2 separate regions of the Callithrix jacchus genome follow, and region 1 is linked to region 2. A link is a contact called in public Hi-C data. All regions are on one chromosome and are shown on one strand. Each heading gives the region's core, a stretch centred on a gene start, on an enhancer-like site or on the middle of the called end of the contact. The rest is flanking DNA. Distances are from core to core; before and after follow the strand shown. Region 1 has its middle 54 kb from the start of ELF4. Region 2 overlaps UTP14A (UTP14A small subunit processome component).

The links. Hi-C and Micro-C count contacts between places; a contact is called where the count stands out from the background.
Region 1: a contact with region 2 is called in a Hi-C map of skeletal muscle, with 4 times the contacts expected there. The contact joins two enhancer-like sites. A contact is called at or near these places in 3 of 3 Hi-C or Micro-C datasets (induced pluripotent stem cells and skeletal muscle).

Annotation. Positions count from the first base shown.
Region 1 is chrX:125,718,660-125,725,836 of calJac240_pri, forward strand. No RefSeq gene overlaps it. Among named protein-coding and RNA genes, the nearest start is that of ELF4, 54 kb to the right of the region's middle. Within about 2 kb of position 3,757, at least 9 of the 16 cell types and tissues checked have an H3K27ac peak or open chromatin away from gene starts, as enhancers often do. A contact at or near this core is called in skeletal muscle, where this site is marked.
Region 2 is chrX:125,591,720-125,599,266 of calJac240_pri, forward strand. It overlaps UTP14A (UTP14A small subunit processome component), which reads left to right. Exons shown (of 16, transcript XM_035288252.3): 16 at 1,349-1,764. The coding sequence ends at 1,621. Among named protein-coding and RNA genes, the nearest start is that of UTP14A, 25 kb to the left of the region's middle. Within about 2 kb of position 3,367, at least 14 of the 16 cell types and tissues checked have an H3K27ac peak or open chromatin away from gene starts, as enhancers often do. A contact at or near this core is called in skeletal muscle, where this site is marked.

The DNA.
Region 1 (7,177 bases), core at 2,507-5,006, 130 kb after region 2:
GGTTCCCCCCCCCCCACTGGGGTGGGGTGGGGTGGGGGGGACATGAACTTGTGACTAACGAAGCTAGCTGCTGCTGGCCTAGGGCTGGGGGCTTGGGGGTAAATCCTGAGGCTTTGGTGCTCCCCCCCGCCCCCTTCCGCCCTTTGCAGCAGCCCCACTATCTTGAGATTAGTGTTGACAGGGAGAGGAGGATTGTGGGGCCAGCGCTTAATAAGTGACTCTAATAAAGGGGTGTGGAGAAGGGATCTGAGGGGTGAGGGTGCCCCTCTTCACACCTTCTTCACTGCCCCCCTCTGAGTGCACAATATGAGTTTGTTCCTGCATCCTTTCCCCAGTGCCCCCACTCCCCCAACCTCATTCTGGCCTCCCTGTCTCGAGATACTGAGCCTCTCACCTCCCAGCCCTCGGCCCCCCCATCCCTGCCCCTTCCTAGACTCGCAGCACCCCTTCCTTCCTCTCCTCCCCACTCCTCCTCCCTCAGACCCCCATTCTCCTTGGGAATCTGCAGAGGGCTCTGAGACTGACTGCCAGATGTGAAATCCAGGGGTCAGCTATTCTAGGCAAGGGCAGGAAAGGGATCTCTAGACCTTGCTCCTCTCCTGCCTGGGGACCTGAGGTTGAGTGGTGGCCCCACCTGGCCTCCCCCTGGCCTCCAGGCTCCAGCACTGGGTTTGTCCAGTGAGAGAGAGAGAGGAGCTTGGGTTGCATCCCTGTCCCTGACCCCTCTGTGGCATTGTCCCTTCCACTCTTCTTATTTTTCTACCAATTGCTATTTTTCCGAACAATCCTTGTAGAGTATGTACCATCCAAAGGCAGGAGGGCCTCGCCGTGGCCGGCTCTGGTTGGAGATGGTACAGTTTTATTGTACAGGTGCTAAAACAACAACAAAAAAGAAAATGGAAAAAAAAGATTAAAAAAAAAAAAGGAAAAAAAAAAAAGCCAGTTTGAGGATGGGACAATCTGTTCTCTGGAGGCTCCTGAGCCCTGCGGAGCATTGGTGGTTATTTTCTTTGTATTGTGTTTGTTCTTTGTTCCCGGGGAGCAGGGGAGTTCTCACCCCCCACTTCGGTAGGACTGCTCCCCCCACCACCATACTGCCCAGTTGGTTTTAAACAGTTGTTTTCCCTTTTTAAGAAAAAATACATATATATATATATATATATACACATATATATATAAAGTTGAGGGGTTTTGGATTTTGATTGTTGGTTTTGTTGGGGTTCCTGGTATCGTGTAGTTTATTTCATGTTCTGTTTGCCTTTCCTTTCTTCGCATTTGGGTGTATATTCTGGCTGCCCTCCTGTTTCATTTTAAGCAACTGGCTGTGGAGTCAAAAACACTTGCATACTGAAAACTGTGTGTCAGGGCTTCTGTCTCCTGTCTCTTTTTCTATCCTCTCCTTTGGGACTTGGTGGTGGTTTCAGAAGGTGGGCATTGTGATGGGGAACCCCGCCCCCCACCATCCTGCTTTGCAGCTGCGGGTCCGGAGGGGTACAATGAATGAAGGCAAGGTGGAGTGGCTAGTGAACGTTGGGTCACGATCTGGAAAGAAAAAGAAAGGCAGGGGCAAATCCTAGGGGCGGGGCCGGTGCGGCAAATGGAGCATCCGGCTCCTGTTGCTTTGGTTTGGGATCAAGGGCAATTTGGGGTGCCTGGGCAGTCCTCGTTTCCATAGGAGTAGCAGGATTGGAGGAAGCCGCCCTCTCTTTGGTGGCTGTGGGAATAAGCCTCCTTAAGGAAGTCCCCTGCCTGCCCTGGGCCACCCTGCCAAGGTGGCATCTGGCTGCATGGCCTCATCACTGCCCTCACTGTTGTGCCAGTGCTCCCCGCCCACAGTGCAGGCCTTCCACAGTTCTGTTTTCCTTCCACTGAGCGACCATGAAGGCAAGATGCCCATCCTGGATTTTGCAGTTTTTCCTCCCGCTTTTGAAAAAGGGTGGTAGAAGCTATGATTCTTGTGAATGCTAGTTCCAGAATGCACCAGCGACTGAGGGGAAGAGGATGTTTGAGAGCCCTGGGATGAGGCCCTTTGAAGCTTTATTCTCTTAGGGCCTCTTGCTGTGGCTTTCGAGTCTGGAGAGCCCTGTCAGAGAGTGTACAGGCGAAGGGATCTGTGCGTCTGGCCGGCTGGACTCCAGCCATCCCCAGGAGTGAACTCTAAGCTGCTGTCTTTGCTCAAGCCTTAGAAGCTTGGCTTGACCCAGGTCCAAGCATCGTTCTCTTTGAGCCATAGCATTAATCTTCCTCAGCCCTCCTCTCCCCACTTTCTGATCCCAAGGCCCTCTGCAATAGCCATCTTTGTCAGATTCCCAAAGAAGCCCACAGTGGTTCTGAATTCAGGTCAATCCTCTTCTCGAGTTGCAGTTAGGTCCAGAAACCTGACATGTCAATAGGTTGTGAAAGCCATGTAGCAAGGATAACGATTGCGCTAGGCCCAGGATGCTACGGGAGCTCAGAGGGATGCGCAACGGCGCTGGGAACACATCCTGGAAGAGGTGATGCCTGGTTGATACATTAAAAAGTACAAATGTAGGCATTAGAGGTATTTGAACTGAGGGGACAATCTGAGCAAAGCCTTGGAGACAAAGAAGGGGAGTTAAAAGCAAAACCAAACAGCAGATTTTTTTTTGTATTGCTTTTGGGTTATTTGCCCACAGCTTACCTGCAGTCCCACTGCCCTTTGCCAGGTTGGAAAGATCAAGGCAGGAAGTATGGACCGTAGCATTAAATCTGTATCACTGGTCAGGATTGGGGGTGAGAATGGCTTAGTAGCTTCTTATTAAATGATCTCCCAATCCTTTTAGTATGGTGTAGCCTAACTACCGAGGCTGACTTTGGGTGGGAACCTAATCTTTCCCAGCCTTCATTGCTCCATCAGCCAAATGGAGGCCATTGTACCCACCTACTGACAGAGCATCACACTGAGGGCCAAAAAGATCTGTTTAGCCAAAATTAGTTCCCTTTTCATACCGAGTTCAAGAGCCTGTGGTTAATGAGGGTCTTATCAGAATGTTCTTAGAGCTTGAAAGAGAGGCTCTGTTCAAGTCTTGGTGGGAGGAGGGACCCTCTCCGCATCCCTATTTGGCGTGTGGGGGCGGTGGTAAATGGGGTAGTAAACTACGACCCGTTTCATACTCTAACTCAAAAACCGGGAGGCCTGGTGGGTGTTTCACTGTGTCCCGCCCCTGCAAAGGCCAGCGTGTGTGTGTGTTTGGGGAAGGGTGGGGTCTGCCCCAGGGAGTGTCTGCTCAGGTGCTGGGCAGGGGGACACGAAGTACTCGGGCCTTCTGGACCCCGCAGCAGGGACGGGCCGGGCTCCACGTGTTCCCCCAGCGCTCCGGCTGCGACCGCGCAGGGGGCCTTCCGATCCGCCGGATCAGGCAGCTGGAAGCTACGCCTTTCTGCCCGCGCCGGTCCTTGGGAGCCGGGCTCGCGCGGCGGGCGGTCAGGGCCCTCCGCTGGTAAATGACAGTCTCGGGTGCCTGCAATGCTCTCCGGCTTCACGGTAGAAGGAGGCAGCCAGCGAGCGGAGCGAACAGCAGGCGGGGTGGCGGCGCGTGCTCACCTGCTGGTCCGCGAGACTGGGGGAGGGGGTGCTGGGGGCGGGGCCAGAGCGCTGCTGGCCAATGGGAGAGTGATTTCGGCGGCTGGCTAAACTCCCCCTGGAAAGTGGAGGAGGAGGGGTCCGAGGGGAATGTTCCAAGTTCCGGAGCAGCAGAGGGCTTTGGTGGGGGTCCGGAGCCTTCCAGAGACACTTGCGGGAGCAGGGGCATGATCGAGGACTGGAAGACGCCGGTCACGGCCACCTCCGTCACGGACGGTAGGCCCCGCCCTGGCCGTCCCTCTCTTCCCGGGCCCCGCCGGCCACTAGCCCGCCATCGCTGGCTCGACAGCGCCACCTGCTGGACGTCGATCTCCACGTCCGGAGCGCCGGGGCCGAGGTTCTCCGAGGCTCCGACCTCCGTGCAGGAGGAGAACTAGCTCACTCAGCCCAGATCCAGCAGCTTCGGAGCTGGAGGCAACTGCCTCTTTTGGAGTACGGGAAGGGATCAGAAAGGCCTGTGACCATCAGAATAACTTCTTTTCCCGCTCCACCCACCGGAGCTACATTTCCACCGCACAGTCCCACCCAGGGGTGAGGAAACAGTGGGGAGGCGGTCCCTGGAAGCGGGCAGCAGCAAAGGGCGGGGAGTTCAGGAGTTGCATGTGGCACCTGGTGACAGCGACACCTGGGCACCTCGTGGACCGGGGATATCTGTAACACTCCAGGGGCAAAGGAAGTAGCCGCCTGCAGTATTATAAAAGCGATCAGAAAGCCGCCTTAGTGCCCAAGTGTGGATTGTCCTCCTCCCTCTCCTCTTGCCTGACATAGCATAGGGCAGAAGTCCCAGAATTAAAATCAGGACTCGTTCATTCTTTCAATAAGCATTTATCAAGAACCTACTGTGTGCCAGGCACTGTGCTAGGCTGACACTCTGTGTCAGCCACTAACACACAGTCCCTGTCCTTGAGGAGCTCACAGTATATTGGCGGGGAACCCTACATAAGCACATAATTAAGGAACTGCTGTGTGTTGAGTGCTGCCATAGAGGTATTTACAAAGTGCTGTGAGGCCTGGCTCATGCCTGTAATCCCAGCACCTGGGGAGGCTGAGGTGGGTGGATCACTTGAGGTCAGTAGTTCAAGACCAGCCTAGCCAACATCGTGAAACCCTGTCTCTACTACAAAATACAAAAATTAGCTGGACCTGGTGGCATGTACCTGTAGTCCCAGCTACTCCAGAGACTGAGGCAGGAGAACTGCTTGCCCCAGGAGGTGAAGGCCTCAGTGACCCGATATCGTGAAACTGCACTCCAGCCTGGGTGATGGAGGGAGATTCTGTCTCAAAAAAATAAGGAAAACAAAGTGCTCCTCCCAGAGAGGGAGTAACATACCAGCTGCTGGGAGATGAAGGTCATCTCTTGACACCTGACTCCATTAAACCATGAAAAGGCAGAGACTTACTGCCACTTGACTCTGGTTACAATGAACCCGTCTCCCGAGGTTCTCCTCTAACCCTCTCCCATAACTGTATCAGCACAGGTTAATCAGTTTAGCTACTTGCACACTTGGAGTAAGAAAGAAACTGGACAGGGAAGTTGCTTTAGGGGCAAAGGATGTTCAGAACAGTAACAAATTTTGAGTGCTAAGGTGGGAGGTGGGGGTGGGGATACCATGAGGGCACTGAGCCAGGGAGGGCAGGCCCTGAGCAGTGGAGCACCTGGGGCGAGTGCCTGTGCAGAGGGGAGGTCAGAGGCCGCCTACCTAAAAGTTGGTCCCCATCTCCCACTGGCTCCATCAGTAATCATTCCTTGATGTTTTGTACTGTGCCATGTTATGTGGTTGATAGTCCCTCCCACTCCTCAAGGAGGTAATGTGCTAATTGGGGACACTAACTGGGTACAGGTCATTGAAGATTTAAGTAATAGTTGTGATTATAATAGAAGAGATGTCACAGGGTGTTCATGATCAGTTGCCGAAAGAGTGGCAATTGCAGTGAGTTTAAAATAGCTCACTTAAGATAGGCTGGTCTGGGGAGGCAGATTCCATGAATCGAGTCTTGAAGGAGGGGCACAATTTAATTGGTGCAGGATAGGAAGGACATTCTGATTGAGCAGAACCAATCAGATCCTGAGGGTGGATTGTGCTTTTTTATTTTTATTTGAGATGAAGTCTAGCTGTGATCGCCCAGGTGTGATCTCTGCTCACTGCAACCTCTGCCTCCTGAGTTCAAGCGATTCTCTGCCTCAGCCTCCCCAGTACCTGGGATTATAGGCACACACCACCACGCCTGGCCAATTTTTGTATTTGTAGTAGAGATGGGGTTTCACCATATTGGCCAGGCTGGTTTAGAACTCCCAACCTCAGGTGATCCACCTGCCTTGACCTCCCAAAGTGCTGGGATTACAGGTGTGAGCCACCATGGGTGGCCGGTATGGATTGCATTTCTAAAGGAAAAGATGTATAGAAGGGAAGAATATTAGTTAAGAAAACACAAGATTGTGTAAATATTGAGGTTGTCTGTATTGCCTAGAGCAGGTAAAAGTTAAATGGAGGATCTTGGTTTCCAGGTTTAAAATGATTAGAATATATGTAGAAGATAATAAGAGCAAAAGCACAGAGTTTGGAAATTGTAAACAGAGCCATGTTCACAGGCCAGCAAATCCATCAGTTTGACTGGAGCAGTGCCTTGGGGTGTGAGTGGTGGCGGAGGGAGCAGGGTGAGTTGACTGGGGAAGTCAGTTAGGACCCGATGGTCAAGGGTCTTGATGGCAGGCCAAGGACATCAGGCTTTGTCCTGAAGACAAGGCTGAGACTAAGCTTAAAATACTTCCAGAACTACTGCCTTGAAACCAAGTACTCCCCATCCCTACTCCAGGACCCCTGGACTAGATTCAGCAGCTAAAGAGTTAAGTTGAGAAAGGATTAGAGATTAAGTATTTTGAAGATCACTGAGGGCTTTTTAGCGAAGAGCACATGGGAGGGGTTGAGACAGATCACACTGGGAGCCCTTGTGTGTCTTGGGTAGTTTGAGCCAGGGTGGAGGTTTCTGGGAATGTGGAAGAAAGGCCAGATTTTCGTACATTGCAAACCACATGCTGGACTTCGGGAGATGGGAGAAGGGGACGCAGAGGAAGTGAAGGCAACCATCAGATGGCTCTGAAATTTCCACCTTAAGAGGTCAGGAAAACGGTGGCACCATGAACAGAAATAGGCAAGTCATGACGGCCTTTCTGTTTGATTGTTTTTATTACAGCTCTGGGATACATGTGCAGAACATGCCGGTTCGTTGACGTAGGACAGGTATGCATGTGCCATAGTAGTTTGCTGCACCCATCAGCCTGTCATCTTGGAAAGGATTTTTGTGAGTGTGCCAATAATTTTAAAATCCACTGTTGGCCAGGCACAGTGGCTCACACCTGTTATCCCAGCACTTTGGGAGGCCAAGGTAGGTGGATCATTTAAGGCCAGGAGCTCGAGACTAGCCTGGCCAACATGGTGAAACCGTCTCTACTAAAAATACAAAACTTAGCCGGGTGTGGTGCTATGCATCTGTACTCCCAGTTACTCAGGAGACTGAGGCAGGAGAATTGCTTGAGCCCATGAGGCAGAGGTTGCAGTAAACAAAGATTGTGCC
Region 2 (7,547 bases), core at 2,117-4,616:
ACCATACCCGGCTAATTTTTGTATTGTTGGTAGAGACAGGGTTTCACCATGTTGGCCAGGCTGGTCTTGAACTCCTGACCTCAAGTGATCCGCCTGCCTTTGCCTCCCAAGGTACTGGGATTACAGGTGTTGAGCCACTGCACCTTGCCAAAGACTACTGATTTTACATCCCCATTTTCTGCTTATCTGTTTTTCCTCCTTTCACCACTGGGGAAGTGTTGAAAGATTTTTTTTTTTTCTTAAGATGGAGTCTGGCTCTATCAGCAGGCTGGAATGCAGTGGCATGATCTCAGCTCACTGCAACCTCCACCTCCCAGATTCAAGCAATTCTCCTGCCTCAGCCTCCCGAGAAGCTGGCAGGCACCCACCACCACATCCAGCTAAATTTTTGTATTTTTAGTAGAGACAGGGTTTCACCATGTTGGCCAGGATGGTCTCAATCTCTTGACCTCGTGATCTGCCTGCCTCGGCCTCCCAAAGTGCTGGCATTATAGGCATGAGCCGCCACACCTGCCTGAAAGATTATTAAAATATCTGAAGGTAGTAATGTGGTGGAGGAGTACCAGGCAAGGAAACAGGAGCTGTGGGTTCTGTTCTCCAATGCTGCTCCTCATTTACTTAGGTCCATCACTTCCCCGCTCTAAGCCTAATCTTCAGGCCAAGGGGGATGACCATTGCCAATATCTAGGGCCTTCCAGCTCTACAATTCTGTGATGCCAAAAGAAGATGAAGCTAAGTATAACAGCCTGGTAGAGTTCAGGATTCCGGTTCCTTAAAACATCAATCCTAAGAGAGGGAAGGAGGAGACTGAGAGCATAAAGAGGGTAGAAAAGACATGAAATCCATAGGGATACACAAAGGTGTAAGTTCTTGCAGTCACAGTGTTATATAGGAAAACTCACTATGGGACAACAGCCCCGGAGCGCCTACAGCTAGACAGGGACAGTGTCACTTGTAATTCCAGCTACTCGGGAGGTGGAGGCTGCAGTGAGTGGAGATCACGCCACTACACTCCAGCCTGGGCAACAGAGCGAGACTCTGTCACAGAAAAAAAAAACCAAAAAGACAGGGTCAGTGTCTCGGTGGTTTTTCAGACCCTAAATTGTTGAATAGGGGATCCAGAGCCAACTTAGTCCCCCACCCCCCCCAATCCCAGTGTCATCAAGCAGATTGGACTCCTAAGGGCAGATGGGAGCACTGGGATGCCTTGATCTCTCAGTGTCTTCACTTGCAGTCATCATGTTGAACCATGGCCTGTACCAAAACAGTACCTGATGAGAGCTGCCATTCCAGTAGACAACTGCTCCCCAGGCCTGCCTCATACCAAAGCATTCTCCTTCCTTCCCAGGTACGAGTGCTTCCATATCCGTTTACCCACCATCGGCAATTTGAAAGGACCATCCAGACCCCTATAGGATTCACGTGGAACACCCAGAGAGCTTTCCAAAAGCTGACTACTCCTAAGGTCATCACCAAGCCAGGTCATATCATTAAGCCCATAAAAGCAGAGGATGTGGGCTACCGGTCTTCCTCAAGGTCGGACATCTCTGTCATACAGAGAAATCCAAAACGGGTCACCACGCGTCACAAAAAACAGCTGAAGAAAAACTCTGCAGATTGAGTTGCTGGAAGAGTGATAGCCAGGAACCCTGACTCCACTTCCTTTGGTCCAGTTTTACTCTGCTATAAGGCAGATTCCAAAACTGGCTCAGCACCTTGCATGTAGTTGAGCCACATTTTTAAAATAAAGGCTTTTTAAATCTATCTGGAATATACGTTGTGTTGTCCCCCGGTGAAATCATTTCGTCAAGCCGCACACCTATGGACGCTCCAATAGTGCATTTCTCGAGTTGTACTTGTCAGGGGCACCTCTTTTTCTTACTGAGGATTATGTAGTTGGTCCTAAATCGAAATGGAGAAAATTCACTGTAGTCTGTGATCTTAAATATATCACATCAGATATGATCCACCAGTAATTACTGCCAACTTGAAGAGACAGGGTTAATTATGATAAAATGTTCTATATTTTGACCTCTGAGCCTAGGAAGAAGATGTACAAACTCTGCAATTGGATTCTGTCCTAGACTGATCCTAAGACCAGCATGGTGCTGAAGCTGGGTTCTTTCCCCACAAGTCTAGCAACTGTCATTTTTTTCACATGTGAGCTTTCCCAGCTTGTACGGGCTGCTGTCTACAATATCATGTATATAACCTTCTTTTCTCAGAAGATCAGGAGGTTTTACCCTTATCTTGTAGATAAAGGTAGATGTGATTTCAGAAGTAAACCTCTATTGCTTTTCCTTCCTAACTCAGAGCCCACTCCTCACCATTGAAAGTGTAGTTTATTTAAGCATTGCTTTGCTATGTGACAGTTCACATGGGCTTCTCAGCTCTGAGGAACTTGGTCTGCCTTTGGATGACAAGAAATATGTGGAAAGATTCCCTGCAGCCGAGCTTCCTAACAAGGAATTTGGGAAACACCTCTGATTTCAAAATGACACCACGACTGCACCTTGCCTCCTGCCTTGGAGGTTCAGTCCCATCCCCAACATTTTAAAACCAAAGTGGGTTCACTTTTGTGTCACAGGCCCCTCTAAAAATATGTTGAAGTTTATGAACCGCCTCCAGAAACGTGCACACACACGCTTGTATGACATTTTACATACAGTTTCAGGGGCTTTTGAGACATTTGGAATCCCTGGGTCAAAAGCTGTACCACTACAAGTTTTCTTTTGCAATCCCCCTCCCCCGGCCCCACACAGTTACTGCCTTCTCTTCTGAGCACAGCACTCTCCAAATCAGTTCCAAAATGTTTAGACCTCAAAGGTAGCTAGTCCCAGTACCTTTATACAAGAAACTGTTCAGAACAGTGATGTATCTGGTGTTACAACATTAAACTGGTGACTGAATGTGAGACTAGAACCCTAGACTAACAGAAGTGAAAAGCCAAAGATAAATTTCTATGAATTTCCCAGCGGTCCCTGGTGGCCCCTATCATTGCTCACCCTCTTAAGAAACAACCTGGGACTGGGAAGGGAAGGGAAATGAGTATGTTCAGCAGTGTTCAGTGCCCAAAGGGCATGCTTAAGTTATCCATCGGCTTGAGATTATCCACGATCCACTCGCTGGTTGACACAAGTCAGCAGCCAGTGGTAGGGGATGCGGCACCATGCCCACTCCTGCCTTCGTTTAAGGGACCACAACATTATCTTGCACTCTTTTGAGCACAAAGCTGCTACCTCCGTCCCACCCACCCCACCAAATTGAAGCGCCCAATCAAGTGTCACCGGTAAATGGCCAATCCCCGTCTACTTTCCCGGGACCCTCTCGAGCTCCGTTTGCTCCCCACTGCCCAGGAGTGATGCAAGCGACCCCATCATTCAAAGGAGAGGCAGGTGCCGGAACGTGCTATAAACGACGCCCACTTCCACCCTTCCAAGCCCCCAAACGGATTCGATTGTTGTTTCGTGGGGCTTTTTTTTCTTTTCTTCCTCCGAACCTCCGAAGTGTTCTCCCTTCCCATTGGCCGAAGCTGCCCCTTGACGCCACCCCGGCCTTGCTCGCTGATTGGTCCGTTCTGGATGTGCCCAAGCCTTTTTCCCAGGGTGTGGCGCCCCCCCGCCCCCAACAGGGTTCTGACCCCTGGCTCCTCCCTTCCCCCCCCAAGCCCCCCTCTCTGTTCCGAATGGTACCGCCCTGGCTCGGCTCCCCCACGGCCCAGGCCGCTGCCCTTAGGGCCCCCGGACGGGGCGGGGCACGCTGGGGACGGGCAGAGGGCGGTGGTGGCGCCTTCCTGCCGAGCCCGAGGCCGCCCCCGCCACCCTTCTCTAGCCCTTGTAGGTCCCACTTTCCCCTGGGCATTACTTGTCCTGCCTCAGTAGCCCCGTCCCGTCTGTGCAACCCCACCGTGGTCCTCGGGTCATCCCGAACAGCGGCGTTAAATCCCTGCCCTCAGCGCTGCACACACGCCCATCCGCCTCCACCCTTGGGTCTCAACAGCACCCCCTTTCCCCGTTTCGGCTCCCCCTTCCCCTCCCGAGCCCTCCGAAGCCCTGAGCCCCTTTCCTCGCGGACTGTCCATCCCCAGGATCCCCGTCCCTGTGTGTGGCCAGTCCTCCCAGCGGCCTCCCCTTCGCGGCCTCCCTTCCCCTTCGTGGCCAGCGTGGTGGAGCACTCCCGCCCCACCTTTCTCCGTACCCCTGCGCTCCCTTATGTTGTCCCATCATGTCCCTCTCTAAATCCCTCCCACACCGTGCCCCCCCGCGGTACACACACACACACGCACACACACGCACCCCTCCCCGCGAGGCGTCCCCCGGCGCCCCTCCCCAACCCCCGCTCGTCTATGCCCCTCCCACCTACCCCGTCCTTTTGTCTCCTCTTTGGTCTCTAAGTCCCCCGCCCCTCCCTCGCTCCCGCCCTCGCTCCCCCGAGCACGCTCTTATCTTCCCCAGGTCCCGGTGCCCCGCCCCGCGGCCGCGCCCCGCGGCCCCCTCCCTTCCGCGGCCCCGTCTCCGCCCTCGGCGCTCCGCCCTCCCCCCCGTGGCTCCGGCCCGCCAGCCCGGCTGGCCTCCGGTTCCCGGCTCGCTCCTCCCGCGGCCACCGCCGCCGCTCTCCGACCCACCCTTCCCGGGCCGGCACCTCGCGCTCCCGCGCGCTCTTCCTACACACGCACTCCCGCCGCCGTGCTCCGCTCGCTCGCTCGCTCGCCCGCCCAGGCCCTGCCTCGGCCCGGCCCGGCGCAGCCCGCACCCCGCAGCCCGCCCTCGGGGAGCCTCGGCGCCCAGTGGCCGGCCGCCGGCACCTCGCGGATGGGCGGGCGTGCGGCCTGGGAGCGCGAACCCGGGCCGGGCTGGGTCTCCCCAGCTCAGCCGGGCCCTCGGAAGCCTCCCGGAGCGCAAGCGCCCGTCGGAAATGTTTAGAGGACAGGCCGGCCGAGGTTCCTTCAGCAGCCCAGGCCAGGCCGGCGCGCCCCGGGGAGTCGCGGCGACCTTTCCTCCGGGGAAGACTTGACCCAGAGCCTCCTCCCGGCTCCCGCCCCAAACCTGTGCCACCGACGCGCGACGCGCAGCTGAGACTCGAGGCTGGCGGGAGGAGGGCGGGGGACTGTCCAGAAAATGCCCGAGCCGCGAGGGACCCTAACTGCCAACCGTCAGGCCCGGAGAGGCGAGATCTAGTGATACGTCCTGGCCACCCAGGGAGAGAGGGTGAGCCCACGCCAAGCACCACGGACCCCCGCCTCTCCGCCCGGGGTTCTCCCCACCACGCATCGCAGAGCCTTTTGTATAGACACCACCGGACCCAGAGTGAGGGACCTGGCTCAAGTCGACAGAAAATCCAGCCACAGAGCCACATGCCAATAGACACTTTTAAAAAGTCCTTTCGGGCCGGGCGCAGTGGCTCACGCCGGCAATCCTAGCACTATGGGAGGCCGAGGTGTGCGGATCACCTGAGGTCAGGAGTTCGAGACCACCCTGACCAACATGGCGAAACCCCATCTCTACTAAAAATGCAAAAATTAGCCGGGAGTGGTGGCGAGCGCCAGCAGCCCCAGCTACTCTGGAGGCCGAGGCAGGAGAATCACCTGAACCCAGCAGGCGGAGGTTGCAGTGAGCTGAGTGCACTCCACCCTGGGTGGCAGAGTGAGACTGCCTCAAAAAAAAAAGGGGGGGGCAATAAAAAGTCCGTTCCATAATGCCCAAGTGGCCTGTGTTTCCTCGCCCAAATCTCTTCTCCCAAGCCCTCACTCAGTCTTACCTATTTACCCACCAGACTGGAAGCTCTTTGAAGGGGGCCCTGTTTGTCGCAGTGGCTCACTCAATGGATCCCTTGTGATTGGCAGACAAGTGGATGTATTTGTTGACTGCTCGCCTTTGGGATCTGTGTCATTATTGTGTGACTTAAGGTTGTAAACTCGGGAGGGCCGGAACCGGCTGGAGATTACTAGCTCGTGCCAGGCACAGCATGATGCCCAGAGGGATGGGCCATCAATGCTTTTTGAGACTGACGTAACTAATTATGCAGGAGGCAGTTGCCTACCTCTTGATCCCCAGAACTGCCAGTTCCAGAGCTAAGTCTGAGTGAGGAAGAAACTAAGGAGCTGTCTTAGCTCATCCCCAATGTGATGCCAACTCGCTGGGACTAGATATGGCTGCAGTCACCATCCCAACACACTGGGTAACCTGACTATCTAGTTACTGGGAATGGTTTGCAGGGAGCCAGAAACTCGGCTTTAACTCCAGTTTGCAACTGGAGCTGGGAGGCAGGAAGTAGCCAGGGTTTTCTGAGTGTGAAGCAGACTGTCCCATATAAGGATCAAACCTGTAGTTCTTCATCCATTTGCCCCAAGGTCAACCCGAAGCCCGATCTGCCAGAAGGAGGCTGCAAACAAACTGGACTCGAGGTCAACAGCAGTTACCCCAGGGGAGGGGGAAAGTGGAAGCACTCCTTCCCCCCATTTACAGATGCAAGATTCACCCTGTACTTTGCAGCAGCTCATTTGTAACCTGGTCGCTTTAGAATTGGTCTAGCTCCCTGCCCACCTCACACCTCCATCCCCAGCCTGATGGGTCCTCTCTCTCCATCCTCAGCCCTACACTGTCTTTGCCCAAGTCAGCCTGCTCTAAATGGACATGGACAGTGATCCCAGCAGAAACTGAAGCAGTAACAATCGGACAGTGTCAAGAGACTCCGGCAGAGATGCCTCGGAGCGCCCGGCCTCCTCCTCTGCCTTGGCACAGATGTTCTTATTGTCCTGGAAAGAAATACCAAATTCCCTCCCCAAGCATGAAGCGAGGATACTCTGGGACTTAGTGCCCAAGGACAGAGTCGCCGGCCCAGCCCAGTTCCTCTGCCCCCTAATCAGACTGAAACTGTCACCATCCCTCTTCCCCATCTTAGCCAAGACTTCTCCCCCTCGCTTAGGAGATTATGGGGAGTGGGGCTGGAGCTGCATGAGAAGACTGCTAACTGTTCTACAGTCCTCTTTAGGGACTGTTAGCACATCAAAATACATATTTGGAAAATGCTCACAATTAACACTGGGAGAAAAACAGTAAACACAGTGTCACTTTGCCAGGCTCAACAGTTTTGTTTTGTTTTGTTTAAATGCTAATGGCCTCAAATGGGGAGCAGCATCCATCAGTTAAATAAACAAGCCATTAGACTGAGACTAGAAGTGTCAACACATGACTAATCTACTAATTGGGAGAAGGCATGGTGTAGTGAGGAACAAGGCAGCAAAGCATGCTGGAGGCTGTGGAGTGGACTTGTTTACACGCACAAGCACGTGGGGTTGGAGCTAACAAGGCCTGAGTTTGAGTCCTGCCTCTATCAGTTGTTAGCCGTATGGCCTTCAGTGAGTTATTTCATTGCCCTGAGCCATTGTTTCCCATTCTGTAAAATAGGGACATTAACAGTACCTACACCACAGGGTTGTTATAGGAATGGACTGAGATAATACAAGTAAAGTTCTTGGTGCAATATAGGAGGCTGCTGCATCGTAGGTGTCTGATGGCTGTTGGTGGCTGTTATTGATCATAATAAAA